Linked DNA regions of Mus musculus: regions 1, 2, 3, 4, 5 and 6 are each linked to region 7. A link is a contact called in public HiCAR-type and promoter capture Hi-C data. All regions are on one chromosome and are shown on one strand. The core of a region is the stretch at or near the end of the contact, and the rest is flanking DNA. Distances in the headings are between cores, read along the strand shown.

Region 1 (3,570 bases), core at 873-3,372, 1.6 Mb before region 7:
GCTATTCTACTAACAAGACCTCTGGCCTACCTACCCTTCAGCCCCCCTCTTTCCCCTCAGCCCTCTGCCGAATATGGGTTCTTTATCTAAGCATAGGCAAGCCTTGTTTATTACCTGACCGCCCACTGCAATGCTCTGATGCTCTGATGCTCAGAGGCCTGCTGAGGCTTCCTTGAACTAGCACTTTGCTCCTCATGCTGTGGCTTCTGTATGCATATGAAAAAACTTCAGATTTGCCTGAAAAGTTGGCCACGGAGGAACCTAAGATGTGCTTCAAAGCAAACGACCTCAGAGTAGCCCCAGTCATAACAATGAGTAGCCAGCAAAAGGAAGGGTGGAACAGATACAAAGAGGCACTGGAGGCGCTCTGTGAAGCTGCTACTTCATCGCTGACAGAGTAAAAAAGCCGCAGGTAGTGTACTGAGAATATGTTTGTAAGAAAAGCCAAACAATGATGTAAGCTAAGCTTAGGAGAGTGGCCATCTAGCCAGCCGTAGTGGTTTACATTTGTAATTTCAGCATTCAGGGGGCTGAGAAGAGACAGCTGCAAGTTTAAGGCCAGTCTGGCTACAATGTGAATTCTAGGTCAGCCCAGGGTTGTGTGACTCTTGTCTTAAAAATGAAATAAAAACTGGAATATATGAATTGAAAGAGAGGGATCCAACAGAGTTCCAAAGCTGATTACTGAAGGATTCCCTTTTAATATGATTTAAACTTTAGATATATGACTGTTTTATACACTTCACAATAAACATTATGTATAAAAATGGAGTAAGTTACTTCAGCACTTGTTAGGTGTGTCATTTAATGTGGACTCATTCCTGCTAACAGACCTTTGGAGGCGCCTATGCATGGAGACAATGTGCTCAGCACACTATAAAGTATAAGAGGAAAGCATTTAATTTCCCAAGGTGGGGTCTCTTGGGGGCAATGCTTTTTAAGAATGGACTACTTAGGCTAGGCAGTGGTGGCACATCCCTTTAATCCCAGCACTTAGGAAGGAGAGACAGGTGGATCTCTAAGTTGAAGGCCACCCTGGCACACAGATTTTCATGACAGCCAGGACCATACAGAGAAGTCCTGCCTTGAAAAACAAAAACAGAAACTATCACCTAATTTCTTGAGGACTTTAAGTCTTGCTCGACAGACTGTGCATCTCTCTCTTTTAGATTTATTGTTATCATTTTAAACTGTGTGTGTTTGTGCAAGTGAGTGCAGATGCCCCAAGTGGTTGGAGGTGACAGAGCTCTCTGGAGCTGGTGCTACAGGTGGCTCTGAGCTACATGACATAGTGTAGAATCCTCTACAGAGCAGTATGCGCTGTTAACCTCTGAGCCACGTCTCTATTTCGTCTCCCCTCCAGCATGGGTCTCAGAAACAGCTCACCCTCCAAAACAGACATAATAGTTCAGGAGAAGGGAAACACTTCCGGGGGGGGGGGGCTAAACTGGAGGAGGTAGGTGGTGTCGTGATATGGGCCTCCTCCTCCACCTCAAATCAGCTGCTCTAATTATACTCTGGTCCCAGAGTGACACTCACCAGCTGTCAGAACCTGGACTTTCCACGGATGTGCTGCCAGGGCTCTCTGGTATGCTCGCCAGAGTGCCATGCTCCCTGTCAAACCAAGAGGATAAGTCACTCCCATTGCCCCTCACAGTAAAGAACATGCCTGCCATTTCCTTATGCTCACTCTCCTTACTTCCAAACTCTGCAAGTGACAGAGGCCTCAGAAAGCTTGCTTACTGGGCCGTGCCCCTGCCTTGTGGTCACTATTCATCTGGAAAGGAAGCAGTTTTGAGTAACCTGGTCCTGGTCCTGAAGCAAGGCATCCAGTCCTGATTAAGACACTCATGAAATTAGACTTACTCTGGCTTCCATCCAGAGTCTGGGTTCCATCCCCCAAGTAAACACGATAGGTCCCCAGATTCAGTTGGAATCTCCTTTATAAGAGTAACTACACACCAGAAATAAACCAAGACCTGGATCTGTAAGGTCACATGACCTGCAAGAACTCTCAACCCACAGTGCTTCAAGTCTCTGAATGCCAAGAACCTCCGCTCACCTGAGTGCCAGCTCTGCGCAGAACCTTCTCTCACGTGACCGAAGCTGGTCCAGGGACTTCCGTATCGAGCACCGCCTCTTCCGTCTGCCTGCGGGCCGGGCTGTTGTTTGGACACAAGCAGTCCAGGAGGAATGCAGGTGGGTGGGGCCTTTGATACCCCTTGCGAGGCGGCTCAGCCGACCACTTAAGGGGAGTGGGCAGCCCCCTTCTCGTGGACTGCACCAAACATCGGTGTAGGACAGTCTGTGCTTCCCTGTAACTCGGCTGCCCCCACCCCCCACCCTCGTTCTCCCCAGACTATCAGGCCAGACTGTCAGTCTCCCGGAGGTAGTCAGGTCTAGACGCCCTTCTCAGTTTGGAAACTTGAATGCTGAAGTAGTGCAGGTATACCCAAGCTCCCAAGTGAGCAGAACTCAGACTTGTTCTATTTTTTTTCCTTGTTCTTTATACCAAATTTTTAAGTTTTGTCTGAAAAATCTTTCTGGACAAGCAGTCAACTTTCAGAACCACTGGCTTAGCAGAACCTGAGAACGCCCGTGCTAGCTGTCTTAAGTTTGGTCATGAATTTTGTAAAATGACCCTGTCTTGCAATCAGGGCTCCTTGAATTCTAGGGCTGTACAAGAGGCAACTCAATGGAGGGTTTGTTTTGCTTTATGGGTTTCTAGAGTCATGCTTTGTTTGTTGTTTTTCCAAGACAAGGTTTCTCTGTGTAGCCCTGGCTGTCTTGGAACACACTCTGTAGACCAGGCTGGCCTCCAACTCAGAAATCCACCTGCCTTAGCCTCCCAAGTGCTGGGATTAAAGGAGTGCGCCACCACACCCGGCTTCTAGTCATGTTAAGCAAAGAGGCATAAAACTATATTTAAAAAAAAAAAAACATTTTAGGAATCTTAATCTCCCTCTAGTTTTAACACCCAACTCCCTGCAAATCCCTTCCTGAGGTAGGTAAAGATGTATACGTCTCCAAGCCTTGAAAAAGGTCAACTTATTTGATGTCTGTCCACCCCCAGCTCAGTTAGTCAGTTCCTGTATGATTAATGAAGGATGGATTCTATTAGAGAGAGTAAGAATTCAGGGGAATTAGATTCTTGTGTACAGAACATGCTAAAAGAATTTCACTAGTAGACATAATAAGGGAGTCCAAATGTGCAAGATTGGAAGGTGTTTTTAAGCGATATGGATTCAAGCCTTATTCAGATTGCTTAACCTCTCAGAACCTAATTGTCATTACATAAAATAGTACCTACCCCATGGAGCTCAGGGGTATATGAAAAGCACCCCAAACCGAGAAAATGCTTAATATCATTTATCTATCCTCCCTTCTCTCCCACTAGAGAAATATAAAAGTCCCTTAGTGAGGTTTGACCTGGGAGTTTCTGGAGGGGAGAAGATACCAGGAGGGAAGTGAGCCCAGGATCTTGCACACACACTAAGTCCATGCTCTTCCATTGAGCTACATCCCAGCCGAGATGAGATCTTGAAGGACACATAGGTTTAGGTGTTGGTG
Region 2 (3,307 bases), core at 785-3,284, 1.9 Mb before region 7:
AAACAAACAAGCCCTCTAATAGAGAGGTGACATTTGTACAACATTGTGATTGTACTACAGGTCACTAAAACGCTCACTTGGACTTTCCCTGATCAGTGTAGGTGGAAGACCCCTTTGGGAATACTTGGTGCTGTAGACTTGAGAAACAAAGGGATAAGTATGTTATATGAACCTCAAATTTTAAAGGCTTCACAAAAATAAAACAAGGGAGAGACAGATAGTGGGGTAGGGGGTTGTAATGAGGAAAAGAAGGAGAGGAGGAGAAAGAGAGAAATATGAACTGCTTCAAATGCTAAGGGCATGCCTTGAGAACTATAGGCAGATGAGTTTTGGTCACGGTAGCAACACGCTCCCCCCCGCCCCCCCCATCAGAATGAAATCTAAGTAAGATTTCAAACCACCTCTCTACCTAGCTGGGTGTTTCAGAACTGCGACTGGGGGAGGGTTCCTGGACCCAACCACTCCGCCAGTCAGAGCAGACTGCACAGAGGACCTGGGCGTTGAGTTTGTTCCTTTGTTTAAAAAAATGGGTGAGCTTTCTGTGAGCCAATAGAGGGCTGGCCCTGTGAGGAAGAGCAACAAATACGTGAGCCAGATAAGGGGTCAACCCATCACGGCAGAGAAGACACTTGGTTGGCAGTGAAGCCCAGGTGGGGCGGAAACCTTTCCCAGACCTCGACCATAAAAGCGAGGTTATAAGCGACTAGGGCAGGACCTGGGACTGCACCCAGCCAGTGGGCTCGGAGAGTAGGAGTCCGGGCCGCCGCTGCATCCCAGCGTCCAGGGCATAGGGGTCCCTCGCTCCCGTGGCTCGGTCTTCCCTTCTGGCCTGGGTCTCGGTGAATGGACCCCGACACTTCAGCTGACGGAGCGAATGTCTTTCGCATCATCAGAACAACATGCTTTATATACTTTCATCACGCCGAAAACCAAAGGAAACCTGGAGCAGAAGCAGCATTCGTAGTCCCAAACACCGAAACTAATGTCTGCTTAGCGAGAGGAAGGCCGCCCCAGCTTTAGCCTCAATCCGGCTCACGGCGAGCTCCTGCCGCAGGGTGCGAGCCTGCAAGCCCGCCTTTCTTCTGGCCCGGGATCCTTTAGTTTACGCAGAAACACATTAGGGAAAAAAAAAAAATCTTGGTAAGCATTAGAGGGAAAACTGCAGCAGCCCGACGCAGCGGGGCCTTCGATAGCTCAGTTGGTAGAGCGGAGGACTGTAGTCAGTACAATATGGTAATCCTTAGGTCGCTGGTTCGATTCCGGCTCGAAGGACTTCGTGCACTACTTTTAGTTTACCTACACCCTAGGTCAATTGCTCCGTGGGGGAAACGCTTACTTGAGGATAGGCAGTGTATTTTCCTGGCTACGTTGAAAACCCCTTGAGTACATATAGCAGTTAAGTAGTCGAAGTACAACGTACCTTGTTCGCATATTAGGTGTTAAAGCTATAGTGACATGTACTTCAAGAAAAGTCCTTATTGCTTATGTATGTATTACATGGCTCTGTTTCAAAATCTTGCTGAGGGCTCCATCCTACTTTATATTGTGAACTACATTAGAAAACTGAGTCTCAGGAAACCTTGTAAAGGTTACAGGAAGGTACAGCACTACAGCTGGGGGATTAGCTCAAATGGTAGAGCGCTCGCTTAGCATGCGAGAGGTAGCGGGATCGATGCCCGCATCCTCCACTTCCTTTTACACACCATCAGGCTCATGATCTGTTGTGTCCACGTTTCGTTACACAGTAGAGCTAGGAGCACGGTAAACAAAGATCGGCTTCACATGCTATTTTCTTATTCACAGGTAAGTCTTTTCCTGTTTCCTGCTCACTGCTCTGTCTTTCCCGCCTCGGGGAGGCGGGCCGTTAACCGCCTACAGAGAAGACGCCTAGTGAGCCGCACACGGCGGTGGCCCGCGGAAGCCCCCAAACGGCCCCCTCACAGGTACCTGCCAACGTGCACGGAACCCTGCGTGGCGACCAATGGCAGTGCGCTTTACTGGGCGGGTAGCCAGCTGCAGCTGCGGCCAATAGGCAAGAGACTTCTTGTTTCCTGGCAGAGTGGGGTCCCGGCACCGCGGCTCTCTGGTTTTGTGTGGGTCCCGGGTGGAGGGCCCGGGTGCCGGGGCCCGAGGTGCCGCCTCGCTAGCGGGAGAGGGAGCGGGAGCAGCGGCCCGGAGAGAGGTGAGGGGCTTCGCGTGGACTGCGGCCCCGCCGGCAGGCCCCGCCCCCTTCTCAGCCCGCTCTGCCGGAGCCCCCGTCGAATGCCACCCCGCCCCCCGGCCTGCCGCGGCCGGCCCGCCGACCCCGCCTTTGGTTGACTCCCTCTGCTCCTGTGGCCTCACCTCTGACCCCTAGGACCCGCCTTCCTGTCCGCCAGTGTACCTGTCTCGACCCCTCCCACGCTTCCAAACCCCACCCTGCCCTGGACAAGCCAGGCAGCGCGAGGGTCCTCGCGAATCGAGGAGCTGCCTGCTGCTTCCAAGCGGGACTCTACTGGCCCAGCCTTCCTAGGGGTGCTTAGGACGCCCGTTACCCACACCTTCGAGGGTAGCTTTTGCACGGGCTCGTGTCTACAGGGCGGGAGGATGGAAACAGACCCTAATTGGAACTGAGGTTCAGGGCAGGTGAGCAAGTGGCTTTGGCCGGGCATAGGCTACGTTTTCATAATAGGCGTAGTAGAGGAAGGGGGTGGTAGCAACGCTCTTCAAGGTCTCCGAGAAACGAGTATAATTACAGTCGGTGCTTGTGAAGACAAAAGAGGTAAAGAAAGGAAGCTACCATTTACACTTAGAAACTTGGTTCTTCTTGCTCCGGGCTGTCCAGTACAAAGCCAATATAGGAAATTTTAATATGGCCTCTCCCTCATAGAGTCAGTGGCAACCACCCGACCTCGAGTCTCTGCCTCTTAGGTTGTTAAAAAGCTTGAGAATCTAGCGTTTTCCAACTCAACTAAGGAAGCTAGTGAGCATTCGATTGGGGAACGGTGGTGATGTAGTAAAATAGGGTGTTTTTAGGTCGCTCATACTCCTTGGGTGTCCAGGGACAGAGTTGTGCTTTCTCTTGATCTTACTGAAAGGCTACTTCCAGGTTTTCTATGAATAAGAGCGTTTTGCTTCATAGAGTAGAAAAGACATTTCTCATTTATCCAGACATACCAAACACATTGTTTCATTTTCTGCCCTTCCTCCCTATCCCAACTTTGATTTTTTTTCCCCCCAGCTCTCAGGGCCTGTGTGGGGCAAGAGGATGCTTTCCCAGCCCCACCATGGAGCTGCGCTGTGGGGGATTGCTGTTCAGTTCTCGCTT
Region 3 (3,702 bases), core at 90-2,589, 1.6 Mb before region 7:
GATTTTTATATCCCATACTGTCTGATTTCCTTGCTGCTTCAGGTTGCTAACCTGACTACTTTGGCAAAAGAAAAACAATTAGATAATACTTCATCTTAAACACGGACTCACTTCACATACACTGTTTAATACACTGGTTCCCAAAGTATTCCTATCATGCAACTGGTGATTTATCAGATAATTTTACTGGTCCAAAAACAAACATATTATTTGTACAAAAACCTGCAACTCACGTTTTCAGTTGATACTGCTAGAAACTAAAGAGTGTAAATCTGAATAGAACAACTTAAAACTATTAGGAAAAATGGCACTGCAGTTGATAGCGGTAAGCGGTAAAAGGTAACGTAAGCAAAGGTTAATTTGAATTTATGTAACAATCAATGTACCTCCAAGGGCAAAAAGACCTGGTTATGTCCTAAACCTGCCCAGAAAAGTGAATTACCTCCTGTGGGGGTGAAGTCGCCATCTCTGTCTTGTCCAAAAGACGGCAAACTTGCCGCGGGATAAAAGGACCAGTATAAGGAAACATAACTGGCCCTTGGCTGCGCCAATGGGGTTGCAGCGCGCGGGGCACAACCCCCGGGGTTAGAGCCACTTGGAGGAAAAGGCTGAGACACAGTAAGAGGGAATGAGCACAAGAGGACTGACTGCAATCAGACAGAGACACCACCACCTGCCATTCCCCAATCCTGGCCGTGGGGGCAGCTTTCGAGCCCCAGGCGAGCCCTGATTTCCCTAAGCCTTAAGATAACTGCAGGTTCACCCAAGTCCGAAGGCCCAACGTAACGAGTTCAACGTAAGCAGTGCAGAAACCTGAGTCCAGTTTACCGCGCTACATACACCGAATTGGGGAAGAAGGTAAGACCGGCTGGCAGAGATGGGGGATGCTCAGTGGCCCCAGTGGGGACGGAGGAGAGAGCTCGACGGTTCTCGGGAGAAGCGCAAAGGCTAGGAGGCGCGCTGTCTTGCGCGGGAGTAAGACGGGAATCGGGAATCGGTTCCCATTGCCTTAGCGCTACGGCAAAAGAATGGGAGGAGTAATTTTGGGTCCCCCGCACACCCCGTTGCGGTACACTCACCCGCGCCAAAGTCCTTCCGGAAGTCCAAGTTCGAAGATGGCGCCGCCTGTCGGGTCGCGGTTTTATGACGAAATCTTGATCGGCTCTTCCTTGCCCCGCCCCCGAGACAAGGTAAACGCAAGCTTGGTCTGGAACGCGTTTCCTGCCGAGCTTTCTTTTAAACTCTGTGTTCCATAATGCAGCGCGGCGCGGCACTGAGCCCTCCGACGCCCGCGAGCTGGAGCGTGGCTTCCGCGGCCCTAGGACACTGCAGGGCCTTCTGGGAATTTCAGCGACCGGAAGGGGAGGTCGGCGCCTGCGCGGCACCGCAGCTCCACCAGCAGCCTTGTGGAAAAGCATTGAAGAGGAAAGTGTCGCGCTTCTGCTGTCGCCGAGCGTTCCGACCTGCCTTTCCACCCAGGTTGCTGGCTTTGTGGAGAAAAGAGCCTGACCACACCTGATTCTTAACTACAGTCCCGAGCTTCGACGGACTAGGAGACAATCCCTCGCCCCCAGAGATCTCCTGATTTTCTGCTGCCAGTGAATGAGCCAAGACAGGAAGAAAATAAAGAGGAGGGCTTGGAAAGAGGCCAAGGGAAGAAAAGAGCGGGGGGAGCCTAGCCTGGGTGGGTAGGCTGCGCTTTTAAAGAGAGCATCAACCCAGGCCTCACGCCACTCCCTCACTGGGAAGTGGCCTCCGAGCAACAAGGTTTTCAGCCTTTTAAAACCATGTAGCTTTCACAGATCTGCCTTTACCCAGGAGGAGGGCGAATTAAAATGAACCGGAAGAGGTGAAATATGGCAGCTTTCCCCTTTCTAAATAGTCTTGTTCAATTATTCCCTTGGTTAAATCTTTACAAAGAGTAATGGTGCACGCTTATAATCCCAGCACTCCGGAGATGGAGTCAGGAGGATTAGCAGTTCAACGTGATCCATGACTACTTGGAAATTGGAAATCAGCCTGTACTATATTAGACCATGTCTCAGAAAAATGAGAAAGGGAGAAAACAATGGGGCACGTCAACTCCCAGACTAGGTACTCAAGGCTGAAGCAGGAAGATCTCTTGAGCTCAGGAATTCAGGTTCTACCAGGGTAATCCTGTATCCTACCAATTAAAAAAGGAAAAAGGGATTTAGCCAAAATCTGAAAGGAAAGAAAGAGAACACCCAGTTCTCCGACATCCTCTTATGCTCAAATGACAGCATTTTGAATGGCTGTCTTCCTCTTTTAGATAATAGCTCCTAAACATTTTATAGGGAGTAACAGATTTAGTGCTTTGATGAACAACATCTCTTAAAATCCTGCCTCTGGTTAAGTTCTCTTTGGTTTTATCACACAAAAAAATTTTTTTAAAATAACTTTGATTTTGGAAAAAGATTCTCAAAGTTTAAGATACAACAAGTGAAAGCTCTTTTCTTTCTTTTTTAAGATTTATTATTATATCTAAGTACACTGTAGCTGACTTCAGACTCACCAGAATCATTACGGATGGTTGTGAGCCACCACGTGGTTGCTGGGAATTGATCTCAGGACCTTCAGAAGAGCAGTCAGTGCTCTTAAATGCTGAGCCATCTCTCCAGCCTGAAGGCTCTTTTTTAAGCTTAACTAACCCTGCACGCAGTTGATCTGTTTCTCATTGTTGGTCCAGCGTATGTATTTATACTGAAATTCCCTTTTATGGAATACCATAGTTGGTCTGGAGCGCATCACGGCTCCGCATCAGCCTAAGTGCTCTCATTACAAGCACAAACCTCCATGTCTATCAATTCTTGTGTGCGTGTGAGAGAGAAACTATGCTCACATTCATGTGGGTGCTTTTCGAGGCCAGAAGAGGATGTTAGGTCACTTGGTGCTGGAAGCCATCTAACATGGGTCCTGGGAAACTGGTCCTCTAAAAGAGAAGCACACACCCTTAACCACTGAGATCTCTCTTCCACCCCTGTCTGACTGGGGTTTTTTTTGTTGTTGTTTTTGTTTTCTTTTTCTTTCTTTCTTTTTTTTTTTTTTTTTTTGAGACAGAATTTCTCTGTATAGTTCTGTCTGTCCTGGAACTCAATTTGTAGACCAAGCTGGCCTTGAACTCAGAAATCTGCCTGCCTCACCCTCTCAAGTGCTAGAACTAAAGGCGTGCTCCACCACTGCCCAGAACTGTTGCAGGATTTGATCATACTGTGACCTCAGATTGTTATTTACTGGAAAAACCTGTTTTTATTTGTCGTGCGGCTCAGCCTTAGCACACACATTTTTGGTTTTTCCAGACAGGGTTTCTCTGTTTAGCTCTGGCTGTCCTGGAACTCACTTTGTAGACCAGGCTGGCCTTGAACTCAGAAATCCGCCTGCCTCTGCCTCAGCACACACCTTTAATCCAATATTACAATATTGAATACTGTAAACAGGAATAAATAAAGTCTGATCAAGAGGAGGAGCAAGCAACCAGTTGACAGAAGTGAAGGTAGGATTATTAGGAGTCAGGGAGACAGACGAACGAAGTAGAGGGAGGGACATCGGTTTGAAGAAGGGACATAAGAGATGTCAGCTGCTGAGTGCTTTCTCTGCCTCTCTGAGCTGCAGGCTTTCTTTCACCAGAAAGAATTATAGATTGCTACTATAATCTTTGTTTGTTTGTTTGTTTGTTTGTTTTGG
Region 4 (3,267 bases), core at 406-2,905, 1.8 Mb before region 7:
TGCAACTAACACTCACCCACCCCCCCAAGCCCCTAAAACCACACCTTCCAGACACGAACATGACCATCAGTTCCTCCAGTGGCAAGCAGGGTGTTATCATGGTTGAAGCACACAACTTTCTGCAGCGGTTCATTGCTGAAGTCTGTCTGTACTGCCTCCAAATTCTTTACTTTGAGTTCAACCCCTTCGGGGTGAACTTGTGCTCCCGATTTCTTCTCTGCTGGAGGAGCCCCCTTTCTCTGTCGAGGTCCCTGCTCCTTGGAACCTGCAACACAAACAATTTGCCAGGAACCAGATTCCTTTGTTGTTGTTTTTTAAGACAGGGATTTGCTAGGCACCCCAGGCTAGCCTTAAATATCCTCTTGCCTCCACTCCTAAGCTCTGAGACTACAGCTGTGCACCACCTCCCTCAGATGGACCTGAGCATCTGTATTAACTAACACCAGTCCTCTAGTGACCCAAGTACAGACTTCAATGTGACCACTGCCCCACACCTAATCTCTCGTTTTTGGAGACCAAGAATTAGAGCGACTTTTTCCAAAGCTCTTCACCTGACTTCTCCGCTTTACTGCCCTTCTGTTGATGGACCTGGAAACGAAGAAGCTGACACTGGGCATCCTGTCCGGCAGCAAGAATGTCACCAGCAAGCGCCAAATTCATGGTGGCCCGTGTCTCCGTGTCATGAGAGTGCAGCAAGGAAGCGCTCAGGCACCCGTTGATCAGCTCTAGCTGCAGAAAATGCTGTGAGGGAACCAAAGTGGGCAAAGGTCAGGCCAGCCCGGAAGTCACATTAAATCCTAGTCTCTCTCAGTTGTACTTTTGCTTCCCGCACCTCCAGCTCTTATTTTTTGTTTTTTTTTGTTTTTTTGTTTCTTTGGTTGTTGTTGCTGTTGCTTAGAGCTGTATTCTCTTACTGGAGCTTCTTAATTCATACAGCAAGCAGGGTTTAGATTACTAGGTCCAGTTTACAGAAAGAAAAGAATTCCGTCTCCAGCTGCTTGAAGATGGACAAGACAATGTGCCTTCCTGGAAAAGGCCAGCGTATGAGCCCTGGACCAGCTCTCGTAATCCGGCGTGGACAGTCCTGGATTCGCAGACCTGCACAGCTTTCAGTCTAATTTTGGCTGTCTCAACCACTCTGCTCAGGTGAAACCAGCACCCGAACGGCAATCCTGGGTGCTCCCGCTAGAAATGGGTAGGGACTAAATCAGGGGTACTGCTCACCTCTGCATCCCCCGGCCACCCTGGAATCTCCCTGGGCCACGGTATAACCTGTTCTCAGTGGCCCTGCGTTCTCACCACGCCATTCTTTATGCCGGTCTTGGCAGCTCCTCCTCCGCCCGCAGCGATGAGCAGCCCAGTCTTGGGGTCTATCCGAAGCGCGTACAACGGGAACGGGGCCCGGTACAGCTCCACACCCCGGCGCCGACCCATCCCGCCCGCACGTTCACCGCCAACCCCGCGGAACCCACGACATGCCGCGCCTCGCCTCCGAAAGCTCAGGAACTTGGCGCTAGAGTTTTCCGGAAGACTGCCGACCCCTCTCAGCACTGGACTTGCCACCACTCAAACCACCGCAAGCAGCCGATCTGCGCCCGCGCGGCCGACTGGGTCTTGCAGGCGTTCAGTGCGCACGCGCCGAGCTCCTGGGCTCTCTCTGCGCAAGCGCAAGACGCCAATCCGCGTCAGCACTAGCGGGACGCGCTGTCACGGAACCCTGGCGTCGGATCCGGGTCCTAGCCCCGAATGACGATGAAGCTGCCATCTTTGTGTGGGGCGTGGGAGGTGGGGCTAGAAGAGATTACTGAAGATCAGTAAATCGAATTAAAAAGTTCTCGGACTGGGACAGTCCCCACTTCAGGAGAGATACACAGCAGACTCGTACAAGCCGGGCCTTTGTGTGTTACTCCAGGGAGGAAATGGGTTCTCCCGGGTTGTGTGGAGGACAGACACTCCAAAACAGATTCACTGCTTCCTAATATCCTAATATGAAGAAATCAGTCCCCACTTTGAGAGCATCCTCCGCGGTTGATTGGACTCTTTCTTATGGCTTGACATCCACTTCTGGAACATCGAACTCATGGGACTGGCAAGACTTGAGACTAGGCACAAAAACCCACAAAATCCCAGATAAACCGGGCTATTTGGTTACCCTACTATTTAAGTGTTTTTGGAACATGTTCACATTATAGAGATGTAAGGACCATTATTTGAATATGGTTTATATTTTAGTATTTGATGTCTTTTGCGATTCATAATGAGCCCCAGTCAACCATACATGAATTTATACTACCATGGTGTCTTTTGGACCCATATGCAGCTGAACAAACCACGTGATTAGAAGAAGCCAATTTTAGGCCCATTTACTAGCCTTCAGGGAGGAGAGAGGAACTTGACACTGAATTCAGTCACCAGTGGCCAGTATGTGCCCATATGATGAAATATTTGTTTTTAAAACAACCCTAGACAATAGGGATCAATGAGCTCCTGGGTTGGTGGTCTCATGTAGGTGCTGGATGGATGGATGGTGTGCCCAGAGAGGGCAAGGAAGTACTGCATTCTTCACCCTTTATCCTCCATGTACCTTGCCCTACACATCTCTTCCCTTCTGCTAATTCTGAGTTCTATTCTTTATGCTAGAAGAGAAATCCTAAGGAAGATGGAAGTGAGCTCTGTGTGCTGTTCTGACAACTTACCAGACTGACAGAGGAAGTCACAGGGACTTCTGCTTCCCAGCCTGTTATTTAGAAGTACAGATAGATGGTCAGGACTCAAAGCTGGAGACACTGGAAACGATCCTTTAGGATCAGTCCCTTTGATTTATGGGATCTATCCAGTGTGAACACCTGTGGGTGGGTGGTGTTAGAAATTTCGTTCCATTGTTGGACAGATACCTAGTTGGTGTCTTAGAATTGGAGATGTGTCTGAAAACACTCCATATTTGGTTTCAGAGATGTCCTAAGAAGCAGAACTTCTCACTGTGTGAATGAAAAATGACTAGGCAAACTCCAGTTCACACTGGCCGCTTCTCTTATTTTATGTCAGTTCCTGTTTGTAAAACACTGTTGAGCAAGTGAAAGGAAGGTCGCTAAGCACCTGGCAGCCAGGCTCTAATGCAGTTGTTTTGGTTTGATGGTCATTTCCTGTTGTAGATATTATCTACCACATACTCTTCCCACCCAAATTCCTCCAAGTCTAGGCAAGAACATCATGTGCTATTTCTTGTGAACATTCTACTGCAAATGGTTGTTGAGGGGATGGACAAAC
Region 5 (3,220 bases), core at 323-2,822, 1.9 Mb before region 7:
CCTGGAAGACTATAGTCCTCAGGCAGCCTGGGCAGCAGGGATGGGGACTGGAGTTTATTTATGAGCATCCATGCTAACACTATCTCTATTCAGGAGCGGAGGGAGCACCAGCAGCCCCTGTGCCTAGGGTAGCATTTTCAGCTGCCCTGAGTTTGCCACGGTCAGAACCTGGCACAGTCCCCTTCGACAGAGTCTTGCTCAATGATGGAGGCTACTATGACCCAGAGACAGGTAACTAAAAGGCCGACGGGTGGCCTAGTGAGGTAACGGGTGAAGCTGAGCAGTACTAATGCCTCCTTCACACCTCTGCAGACAAGTACAGCTTTTCACTTGTAATTACAAAGACCTCTATTCTTTCCATGCACTCACACCACAGTTAGGCAAAGAGAGAGTGGGGGAGGGGAGGAGACATCCACACCACACGGATCTTTACTGGGACAGACTCCAGCACACACTCTGCAGCAACTGCTGGAGATGCAGCAGGGGATTCCTACAGTGTACAGTTAGTGGAATAGCAGGGAAAGGACGGGTGGGCCACTCCACAGCCAGGAGTGCTGTACCCACTCTCCGAGAGACCTTCCTTGTCCCAGCCAGCGTCTCCCCTCCTGACTGTCATCCTTGTCTCCAGGTGTATTCACTGCACCACTGGCTGGACGCTATTTGCTGAGCGCTGTACTTACTGGGCACCGGCATGAGAAAGTGGAAGCAGTATTGTCACGCTCCAACCTGGGCGTGGCCCGCATAGACTCGGGAGGCTATGAACCCGAGGGACTGGAGAATAAGCCTGTGGCCGAAAGTCAGCCCAGCCCAGGCGCTCTGGGCGTCTTCAGCCTCATTCTGCCACTGCAGGTCGGAGACACTGTCTGCATCGACCTGGTCATGGGGCAGCTGGCACACTCCGAGGAGCCGCTCACCATCTTCAGCGGAGCCCTGCTCTACGAGGACACAGAGCTTGAACAGGTGTAGACAGGGTGGACCCGACCACCAAACTTATCTACAGGGGCCGCAGAGCCACCTGGATGGTGGCTACCCACCAAGGCAAGGGCAAGTCTGGCGACCACGTCCCGCTGCGGTTCAGGCATCCAAATCGGTCACTCCGTACGTTGTGACTGCGTGGTCTATGGGACCGAGGCATCTCCTCTTGACCTTTGGCCTCATTGCCGTCCCCACCAGAGCCCTCTCCGGGACCCAAGCTGCGGAAGAGGAACCTACCCTCCAGGGCTCTCCCCAGTCCACACCACCGTACTAAACTATTCAGGAATAAAGACACTTTTTTTTTTTCTACAAAACATAGCTATTCTGCTCTAGTACATGTTTGGGGGTAGTTAAGGGACAGGACAGGAGGAAACAGAGTTCTACGGAGGGAACCTAGGCTGGTGATCTTTGGGTGTGCTCCCTACTAAGGGCACCTGCGGACTCAGGGTCACGGCCACCGGTCCCCACAGCGGCCGCTAGGGGGCGCTAGGCCAGAACCACTGCGAAGGCTGGCAGCGTTCCCCGTCACGTGACACCGTTAATCTGGCGCGGGGGGGGGGGGCGGGGCCTCGGCCGGGTGGGCCACCTTGGCGGGGCGAGGGAGAGAACGCTTGCTTCTGTGCTCCGCCTGCGAAGGCGAAGTTTCTGTTGCCAGACTGTGCTAGTCCGGGTGGTCCAGGGTCTGCAGCAGGCGCAGAGGGATCGGAAAGGCGATGCATTACTAGTGCGCTTTCGCTTTGACAGCTGAGGCGGAAAAGTGAGAGGGCCTGCCATTGGCCGGGCTAGGTAACCCACCCTTGCAAAGCAGAAAGCTCCCTGCGGGAGGAGTTCTGCACGCAGAGGAGGAGCCAAGGTAGCCAGTGAGAAGTTGGGACACGGTCCTCCAGTAGATAAGAGGCAGAGCCCAGCAGGAACCCCCTCTGCTTGCGGGTAGGAAGCTTGGGGAGCAGCCTCATGGAAGAGAAGCAGATCCTGTGCGTGGGGCTGGTGGTGCTGGACATCATCAATGTGGTGGACAAATACCCAGAGGAAGACACGGATCGCAGGTAGGGGCGCCCAAGCCCCTCGGAGATCCCAGGGCCGCTGTGGTCCTGTCTTTTTGCGTGTCACTGCTAATCGGCTGCTAAACCAGGGATAGCCCTCTGTCTCCATGTGGTGAGGCCTGAGTTCAGCTTGGCGTTCTCTGTCCCGGGTCCCTAAGGGGTACTCTGTGAGAATGAAGACATGAGACTGGAGACCTTTAAAACCAAGACCCAGGGGGTGTGTTGTTTTGTTTTCGGAGTCTTGCTTTGTAGCCCAAGCTGGCCTAAACTCCTTTAGCCTCCAGAATTAACAAGAGTGCAAACGTATGCCTGAATCAAAACCCAGGCTTTCACTAGTGTGTTGTTGGCTGTTTACCATTTCAATCTGCCGATCATCAAAATCCTCAGTTTACAGAGAGGGCTGTAATGATTTTTTTCCCTCCTGAGCCCTCACACACCTGATAAGGTGCCAGACAAATTTTCCTCACCCCAAACCCCCAGGTCTCCCAACTCCTAGCCTATGCACTTCTAATTTACCGCTTACAGCTAAAATAAAACACCAGGTCGCTAGCAGTGAGTGGTATGTGATGTTAAACTACTCACATTTAAAAGCCTGGCCCTGGCGTTTGAGCCTTGCCTAGCTCAAGGACTGGCCGGCAGTGTAAGCAAAGCTGGAGGCTCTCTGGGTCAGACAGGGAGAAACTTGGCTCCTGAGCCACAGCAGGCTTTCTCCTGGAGCTAAGTGCCAAGAGGGGTCTTTACAAAGGTGGGTAAACATCTTAGTGGATGTTCTCAGAACATTCTCAATTGTCTGGTAGAAGTTAAAGTGTCCTTTGATGGCTCTTATCTTTGCTCTTGATAAAGGCCACTCCAATGTGCTGCTGTGCCGTGAAGGCATTCTGTGGGGTGGCGCACCGGCTTTCTCTTGGCGTGGTCTAGCACCCTGAACAATGAATGTTGTATCTTGGATATTAGTTAAAAGGAAGTTCAAGGTTGACCCCTGGCAAGACACTAGCACGCTGACAGCATTGAACTCACAGGGTCGGGGTCGGGGTCGCGGTTGGGGTGGGGGACTGGGTGCTCTTTGGGCTTTGGGTCCACAGAGTACTGTTGCAGGCTCCCTGGGAACTGTGAAAGACCCTTTCCTTAGCTGAGGAAGCAGGAGATTTGGAGGAGTGGAGTAGCACTTATCAAGCCACATTCGTAGCAAGCATCAGAGCATG
Region 6 (3,703 bases), core at 296-2,795, 1.7 Mb after region 7:
CCTCTAGTGTCTGTCCCACAGAACCCTGAACACCACCCCTCCTCAGAATTCCATCTTAGTCAAGCCTGGTGCCCCCACTGTTGTTGCTTGAATGAGAATGCCCCCACAGGTTCATATATTTGCATTTTTTCATCATCAGATAGTAGCACAATTTGAGAAGGAATAGGACATGTGGCCTTGTTGGAGGAACTGTGTCACTAGGGATGGGCTTTGAGGTTTCAAAAGCCCGCACCAGGCCTAGTGGACGTCTCTCTGCCAGTGGATCAGGATGTAGCTCTCAGCTACTTCTCCAGCACCAAGCTTGCCTGCAAGCTACCATACTCCCCACCATGATGATAATGGACTGACCCTCTGAAACTGTAAGCCAGCCCTCAATTAAATACTTTCTTTTATAAGAGTTGCCTTAGTCATGGTATCTCTTTAACGCAAATAAGGCAGTGATTAAAACAGCTACACACCCCTTTGGGACTAATATAATAATATTACTAATAATATGAGTACATATTGGAGAAGCTTACTACCAACAGAACCACGTGTTCGAGGCTACCTCAGAACATTATGCCCCACAAGATCCCTGCACTCCAGGATCCCTCACATTCCGCAGAACCCTGTCCCCCACAAAACTTCATGAGTAAGTTTCCCACAGCAGTACCCCTCAAAGTCGAGAGACCCAGGGGGTCTGTCCCAAATTAACCTCTATTACAAGTCCCTCAGAAGTGCTCATAACCTCAGCAGGACGTCAGGACTTGGTACTCCTCAAACAGTCACACCCCTACCACCCTGTTGCTCACCAGAACCCCGAGCCCCAGAGACTCCTGCTCACCTCTGGCATATCCCCTGAGCCTACGAATGAATCCCGAACTGCTCAATACCCTGAACTACCCAGACTCTTACCTTCAGACCCTAATCCAACAGGATTACCTGCGCCTCTGATCCCCACGCCCTTCAGACCCTGAAACCTCAGGACCCACTAGTCTCAGGATCTCGTATCCCTCATAACCCAGCTCCTTTCAAACCCCAGCGCACCCCTAAACCACTATGCTCAGACCTCGAGCTCTTCAGACCCGCACCTCGAGCTTCATATCCTCGCGACCCTCAAGACCTCGCGCATCTCTGGACTCCACGTCACTCGCTCCAACAAGTTCCCCAGGCCGCCTTGCGCAGCAGCTCCCGCCCGCCCCGCACCTGCCGCAGCTGGGTCTCCGAAGCGCCTTCCTCCTGTCGTCGCAGCTGCTCACGGAAGCGCTCCACCTGATCCAGAAGTGCGTCCACGAGTGACGGCGCCGTGTGCCCTTCCAGAGCCGCGAGGCGGGTGCGGAGGCTCGCGATGAGGGCGTCACGCGCGGCCAGCTGATCCTTCAGGCGCTGTAGTTGCTGGCCGGCCTCGTGGTACAGGCCACAGAGCGCTGCGGCCGCACGCGGGGCCCCGTCCTGTCTACCAGACCTTGGGTCCCCAGACGACATGGCTGTAGGCCTTCCGTGGGGACTTGGGCGTCTCCAACTTCTCCACACAGGGGGAGCGAAAACCAGCCTTCCCGGAACGTTTCCCGCCCCGCCCACTCCCAGAGCCTAATCCGCCCCCGCCCACAGCTGGCTCCGCCTCGTCCATGGCCCGGAGTCTGACTCCGCCCCGCCTACAGCTGGCTCCGCCTCTCCCACTGCCGGGAGTCTGACTCCGTCCCCTCCCACAGCTGGTCCCTCCTACTCTATGATCTCACTTTCTCTTGACACACCAGCTCCATTCTAGGTGCTGTCTGCTCTATTCCCTGCGTCTGAGGAATTTTCCTGGAGTCAGACCCCATCTGCGACCAGGGTTTGGGGTTAGGTATCCTCTGGTACAGCAGCTGAAGAAAAGCAAATAAATCAAAGGACTTCAAACATGGGACGTAGAGTGTGGTCAGGTTTCATTGGCTGGGCTCCTTCCTCTTCCGGGACTTGACATGCGTTTCTTCATAGAGGGACACTGACCCAGAAAGGTGTTCCCATCCAGAGTACATGATGGAGCCCAGAGCCAGCCACCAAACCCCAGCATGCCCCTAAATTCGCGTTAGGATGGCCTTAGCGCTAGAAGCTGTTCTAGCAGAAGACAAGAGGGTGCCCACCCTTTCCTTCCCACAGTTTCCATATGAACACTGTTTTTCCACTGGGAAGTCTCTCCTCCGTGAGAATCTTTCAATGGCTCATTGCTAAGATCTCATGGAGGTCCCCTCCCTATGTGAGGATGTGTGTCTCCTTTTCTGCTCAGTCTTCTACTCTCAATACCCTGTCTGCTCACAGGCAAGCTCTGGTTGAGCCTGCAGGAACACACTCACTTGCAAGTATAAAACTATAAGCAAAGCCAGACCTCGCCAAGAATGTATGGGATGGATACTGGGAGTCACAGACCTGGCTCACTTATGTTCAGTTCCTTCTTAGCCCTTCCAGCCCAAAACTTCTGCTCAGAAAAGATGGGTCACAGTTGCTTCCTTCCCTACCTGGTAGGGGTGTTGTGGAACTAGAGAATGAGTGCGTATTTCTTTTCTATTAGTGTGACAAAATGCCAGGACCAAGGCAGCGTATAGAAGAAGCATTACTTGGGATAAAGGGTCAGATGTTTAAAGCTGATAGCTCACATCTTGATTACAAATCAGGAAGCAGAGGGCAAGCTGAAACCTCAGAATCTCTCTGCCCATAATGGCACAGCTCTTCCAACAGGCCATACTTTGAAATCCTTTCTAACCTTACATGAGTCACCAACTGGGGACCAAGTATCCAAACATGAGTCTATGGGAGCTGTTCTCATCCAAACTTCCATGATTAAATGATTGTCCAGCACAGTCATTGCTATGGTCATGCAGGGTCATCTTGATTGACTGAGGCAGTTGTGGGATGAAGGGGAAGTGGGTGTGGGAGTGGATATCACACAGAAGAACCCTGGCCCAGAGCTGATATGTGGCTTTAACTCTTCACTACTATTCCTGTGTGTAGCCTAGTAGACCACTCAAGTGCTTTTGAGCCTGGTTGTGAAGTGCAAAATATGAATCAAACAACAAAGACATTTATTCAAATGCTTCTGGGCCACATGTGTTTGGAGTTCAAAAGCTTTGATTTTATGTAGTTGCACATAATTGAGATAACCATCCTCTAAAAAGGTCTACTCTTGGAAGGCAGTGGTAGCACGTGCTTTTAATCCCCAGCACTCTGGAGGCAGAGGCAGGTGGATGGATCTCTGTGAGTTTGAGGCCAGCCTCGTCTACAGATTGAGTTCCAAAACAGCTAGGGCTAACAGAGAAACCCTGTCTTGAAAAACCAAATCAACAACAAAAGGAGTCCTGTTTCCAGTACCTGTGCATATGGGCAAGCTCTGCACAACAGGGAGTACTTGACCTCTATAACCATGTACTCCAGGCTCCTGACAAAGTAACAAAGACGTGATATTGCTTCAAGCTGCTAACACTTGGGAGTCTTTTTTAAAATGTGTGTGTGTGTGTGTGTGTAACATGCATGTGTGCATGATATGTATATGAGCATATATACTATACATGTATGTGTGAGTGTGCGATATGTGTGTGATATGTGTGTATGTATATATAGCATGCACGTGTGGGTGTATGTGTGTAGAGATCAAAAGTTAATGTCGAGTGTCTTCCACTGTTTCTCTTAGCCTTATTTTTTTTTGAGACAGGGTCTCTCACTAAACCCAGAGCTCATGGATTGGCTATAC
Region 7 (3,270 bases), core at 504-3,003:
AGAGTTCTAAAGCTGAACTGGTAGGTCTCTTGAAAAGCTTTATCCAACACTGTACTTGATATTAAAATATTACCCTTGTCTATTAAACTGTAAGTTCCTTAAGTATAAGGCTAATTGCAAATTAATTAATCAGTAAATTAAATAATGAATGTGGGTAGTGTTTATGCATGTGAATGGGGAGGTCAGAGGACAACTTTGGGGGCCATTCCCCATGAACCATACAAAAACTTGTTAGGTTTGTTATGTTTTATGGTTTTTTCTTTATTGTTGTTTTGCTTTGATATGGGGTCTGAGTATATATTTCTGGCTGGCTGGCAGTCACTATGTAGACCAGGCTGGTCTTGAATCCAGAGAGATTCACCTGCTTCTGCCTCCTGAGTGCTGAGATTAAAGGCGTGCATCTTGTTCTTTGATACAGGGTCCATCACTAGCCTAAAGGTCACCAATTAAGCTAGAATGTTTTCTTCTGGCCTCCATGGGTACCAGGGCACACACAGACATACATGCTGGCAAAATATTTACACACACACACACATTTTAAAAATTGAGCAATGTTGGTGGTGTAGAGATGGTTCAGCAGTTAAGAGAACCAGAGTTGAGCCAGGTGTGGTAAAGCCTTCAATCCCAGCACTTGGGAGGCAGAGGCAGGCAGATTTCTGAGTTCGAGGCCAGCCTGGTCTACAGAATGAGTTCCAGGACAGCCAGGGGTACACAGAGAAACTCTGTCTCAAAAAACCAAAAAAAAAAAAAAAAAAAAAAAAAAAGTACCAGAGTTTGGTTCCCAGCATACATGTCAGATGGCTCTCAACCACCTGTAATTCCTCCAATTCCAGGAGACTCTTGATGGTCCTATGGACACCTGCAACCACCCATATGCATACACACACACGGTGTAAAAAGGTAGAAGTAGTCTTTGCCAAAAAGAAATAAGTATGTAGGCTATTAAGTAACTCAGCCAAGTTGAGAACTGTTTCTTCTCTCTCATTTGGGTTAAGAACTCTCTCCTCTTCTCCCCTCCTACCCTTCAAAAAAGAATAAACAGCTGAAACATGCCAGTAATCTCGGCTTTTTGGAAGCACTTGGGAGGCTGAGGCAGGGGGATAGCTGTGATTTCGAGGCCAGCCTGGGTTACCTAATGAAACTGTCTGGAGCAGACAAAAAGCCAAATGAACAGTCACAATAGATGCCTCATGTCGCTCTCCCACTTCTAGCTGCCTAGGAACTTAAGTAACCCAGACGTTTGGGGTCAGCAGGATAAGGACCACAATTCCACCACAGACTTTTCAGATAAAGAAACCTAATTCTTTCGCCTCAAAGCTTTAGAACCCCAAGTGAAGGTCGCTTTGCCGTGCCGTGCTCTTCCAGGTTACACCAGCCTGGTAGGAAGGCAAACACCCGTGAAAAGGAGATCGACTCTGCTTCCACTCTAGAGACCAGCGGGCAGCAGAATATGGTGGGTTTGGTTGTCCCTGTGCACTTTCACCCAGCCTTTAGGCCACACCCATTTCACGGTCCACGCGGTGGCTTGTAGCACCTGTTCTGAAGCCGAAAGGTGGCTCCGTGTCCTTCCTGTCAGACCTACTCGCGGCGAGCCGGCGACGAGAACTGGCTTCGCTCTCAGAGCCTGGCTTGGTCTGTGCTGATCCCTACCCCAGCAGCCTCCCGCCCGGCCATACCTGCTCCGCCACAGCACACCTCCACGAAGCGAGCGCACACACGCGCGGCCCCCAGACGCCGCCATCTCGCCTCCTCCTGAGCGGACACGCCCCCTTCCGCCTTCGGACGCACGCCCTTGTCGTCACCGGGCCAATCAGGAACGTGAAAGGCTGGGCCCGGAAGCTTCTGCGTACGGCTCCGCCTCTGCCGGGCCCACCCCCGCGGAGTGTGTGGGCAGGCGCGCCGGGGCGATGGGACAGCCGCTCCTGTGCCCGAAAAATCTGAGCCACCTTGTGCTCAGTCACGATGTGTGCATGGCACAAGGATGCTGGCGCCCTCGGCGGCCAGAAGAAGGCGTTGGATCCCTTGGAACGGGGTGTCTATTCTTATCTCATTGATGGGGCTCCAGAGGCGAGGGGTTTATGTAAGAAATATGGAAAGCTGTTAAACTAGGCTCCCGGTGATGGTGCTTTCTCCTGTACTTTCCAGTTATGAGGGGAAAACGAATTTTTCAGTGGTACATAACAGTTTTGTTTTTGTTTTTGTTTTTTTTCCTAAGCGCTGGAGACCCGCAGCCAGCCCTTGGATATTATTACCATTTTAAAGGTCTGCGAGGATAAGCAACTTTCTCAAGGGCACATTAACCCCACAAAGGGCTCGCAAATTGTATAATAATAGAAAATCCAGTATTTCTACATCATTGGTGTCAAAACCCATGATCTGAACACCCCGCCCCCCTTTTAAGGCCCTAGAAAAATGGTTGAACCTGAATGCAAAAACTGAAGGAAGGCAGCCCTGATTTTTCTTCTAGTAAACACCAAACGGATAAGCTAATTAGTGCTTTAGATTAATTCTGGATAGTTACTTAAATTCACTTACAGCAAAACCAGCCACTAAAGAGAACCTAAACCGGGCTTGGTGGCACACCCCTCTAATCCCAGCACTCAGGAGGCAGAGGCAGGAGGATTTCTGAGTTCCAGGCCACCCTGGTCTACAAAGTGAGTTCCAGGACAGCCAGGGCTACACAGAGAAACCATGTCTCGAAAAACCAAAAAAAAAAAAAAAAAAAAAAAAAAAAAAAAAAAAGAGAGAGAGAGAGAGAACCTAAGAAGTCACAAGTTTGGTAATTCAAGGCAAACACCTCCCTTTGTCATACTTTTCCAGAGCCTGGAAAAGAAACACACACAACATAATTTTGGTATGGAATTGAGTGTTGTAATTCAAATGATTGAGGTGAGTTATTTCAAAATAACACTGGAATCCCAGTATTTTGGAGTGTCCTGAATTCCAGGCCAGCCTGGGCTACCTAGACCCTGTTTTAACAAAACAAAACAAAACAAAACAAAAACCCTAGTTTTATATAACACTATTTTTTTTCAATTCTTTAGAAAACATGTTATAAATATACTGTATATACCTTTTTTAAAAGGAGCAAAACTAAAAACACATAATAAAAAGAGGTGGTGAAATGGCTCAGTGGTTAAGAGCACTAGTTGCTTTAAAGGACCCGGTTCGATTCCCAGCACCCAGATGGTGTATCACAAGTATCTATATCTCCAGTTCCAGGAGATACCATGCTCTTCTGGCCTCTGAGGGCACCAGGCATGCAAGTTG

What was found. Promoter capture Hi-C pulls out the DNA fragments that hold promoters and counts their contacts. HiCAR-type assays count read pairs that join an accessible place to other places.
Region 1: a contact with region 7 is called in a HiCAR-type map of astrocytes, with 7 times the contacts expected there. The contact joins the promoter of Mpv17 here to the promoter of Pisd in region 7. A contact is called at or near these places in 3 of 39 promoter capture datasets (cranial neural crest, liver and pre-B cells) and 1 of 115 datasets of contacts at active chromatin or transcription factors (astrocytes).
Region 2: a promoter capture Hi-C map of liver shows a contact between it and region 7, with 2.7 times the contacts expected there. The contact joins the promoter of Agbl5 here to the promoter of Pisd in region 7. A contact is called at or near these places in 1 of 39 promoter capture datasets (liver) and 1 of 115 datasets of contacts at active chromatin or transcription factors (large pre-B cells).
Region 3: a contact with region 7 is called in a HiCAR-type map of astrocytes, with 6 times the contacts expected there. The contact joins the promoter of Gtf3c2 here to the promoter of Pisd in region 7. A contact is called at or near these places in 7 of 39 promoter capture datasets (the C10 cell line, cranial neural crest, hippocampal neurons and 3 more), 1 of 484 Hi-C or Micro-C datasets (B cells), 2 of 115 datasets of contacts at active chromatin or transcription factors (astrocytes and large pre-B cells) and 2 of 9 other capture datasets (adipose tissue and liver).
Region 4: a contact with region 7 is called in a promoter capture Hi-C map of liver, with 2.7 times the contacts expected there. The contact joins the promoter of Preb here to the promoter of Pisd in region 7.
Region 5: a promoter capture Hi-C map of pre-B cells shows a contact between it and region 7, with 2.6 times the contacts expected there. The contact joins the promoter of Khk here to the promoter of Pisd in region 7. A contact is called at or near these places in 2 of 39 promoter capture datasets (hippocampal neurons and pre-B cells).
Region 6: a contact with region 7 is called in a promoter capture Hi-C map of liver, with 3 times the contacts expected there. The contact joins the promoter of Tnip2 here to the promoter of Pisd in region 7. A contact is called at or near these places in 2 of 39 promoter capture datasets (both in liver).

Annotation. Positions count from the first base shown.
Region 1 is chr5:31,152,129-31,155,698 of GRCm38.p6, forward strand. Mpv17 (MpV17 mitochondrial inner membrane protein) reads right to left here and starts at 2,123. Exons shown (of 8, transcript NM_008622.6): 1 at 2,063-2,123; 2 at 1,540-1,614. The coding sequence starts at 1,609.
Region 2 is chr5:30,886,900-30,890,206 of GRCm38.p6, forward strand. It overlaps Agbl5 (ATP/GTP binding protein-like 5), which reads left to right and starts at 2,035. Exons shown (of 16, transcript NM_001374737.1): 1 at 2,035-2,625; 2 at 3,221-3,307. The coding sequence starts at 3,267. It overlaps Gm35795 (a long non-coding RNA gene), which reads right to left and starts at 2,056. Exons shown (of 2, transcript XR_376844.2): 1 at 1,948-2,056; 2 at 1-1,095. It overlaps n-TYgta9 (a tRNA gene), which reads left to right and starts at 1,184; the gene lies at 1,184-1,272. It overlaps n-TAagc15 (a tRNA gene), which reads left to right and starts at 1,616; the gene lies at 1,616-1,688.
Region 3 is chr5:31,178,805-31,182,506 of GRCm38.p6, forward strand. It overlaps Gtf3c2 (general transcription factor IIIC, polypeptide 2, beta), which reads right to left and starts at 1,340. Exons shown (of 19, transcript NM_027901.2): 1 at 1,080-1,340.
Region 4 is chr5:30,958,672-30,961,938 of GRCm38.p6, forward strand. Preb (prolactin regulatory element binding) reads right to left here and starts at 1,656. Exons shown (of 9, transcript NM_016703.3): 1 at 1,300-1,656; 2 at 552-741; 3 at 45-265. The coding sequence starts at 1,434.
Region 5 is chr5:30,919,987-30,923,206 of GRCm38.p6, forward strand. It overlaps Khk (ketohexokinase), which reads left to right and starts at 1,573. Exons shown (of 9, transcript NM_001310524.1): 1 at 1,573-2,021. The coding sequence starts at 1,930. It overlaps Emilin1 (elastin microfibril interfacer 1), which reads left to right. Exons shown (of 8, transcript NM_133918.2): 7 at 94-231; 8 at 629-1,289. The coding sequence ends at 966.
Region 6 is chr5:34,512,434-34,516,136 of GRCm38.p6, forward strand. It overlaps Tnip2 (TNFAIP3 interacting protein 2), which reads right to left and starts at 1,546. Exons shown (of 6, transcript NM_139064.2): 1 at 1,186-1,546. The coding sequence starts at 1,464.
Region 7 is chr5:32,783,873-32,787,142 of GRCm38.p6, forward strand. It overlaps Pisd (phosphatidylserine decarboxylase), which reads right to left and starts at 1,754. Exons shown (of 8, transcript NM_177298.3): 1 at 1,677-1,754. The coding sequence starts at 1,741.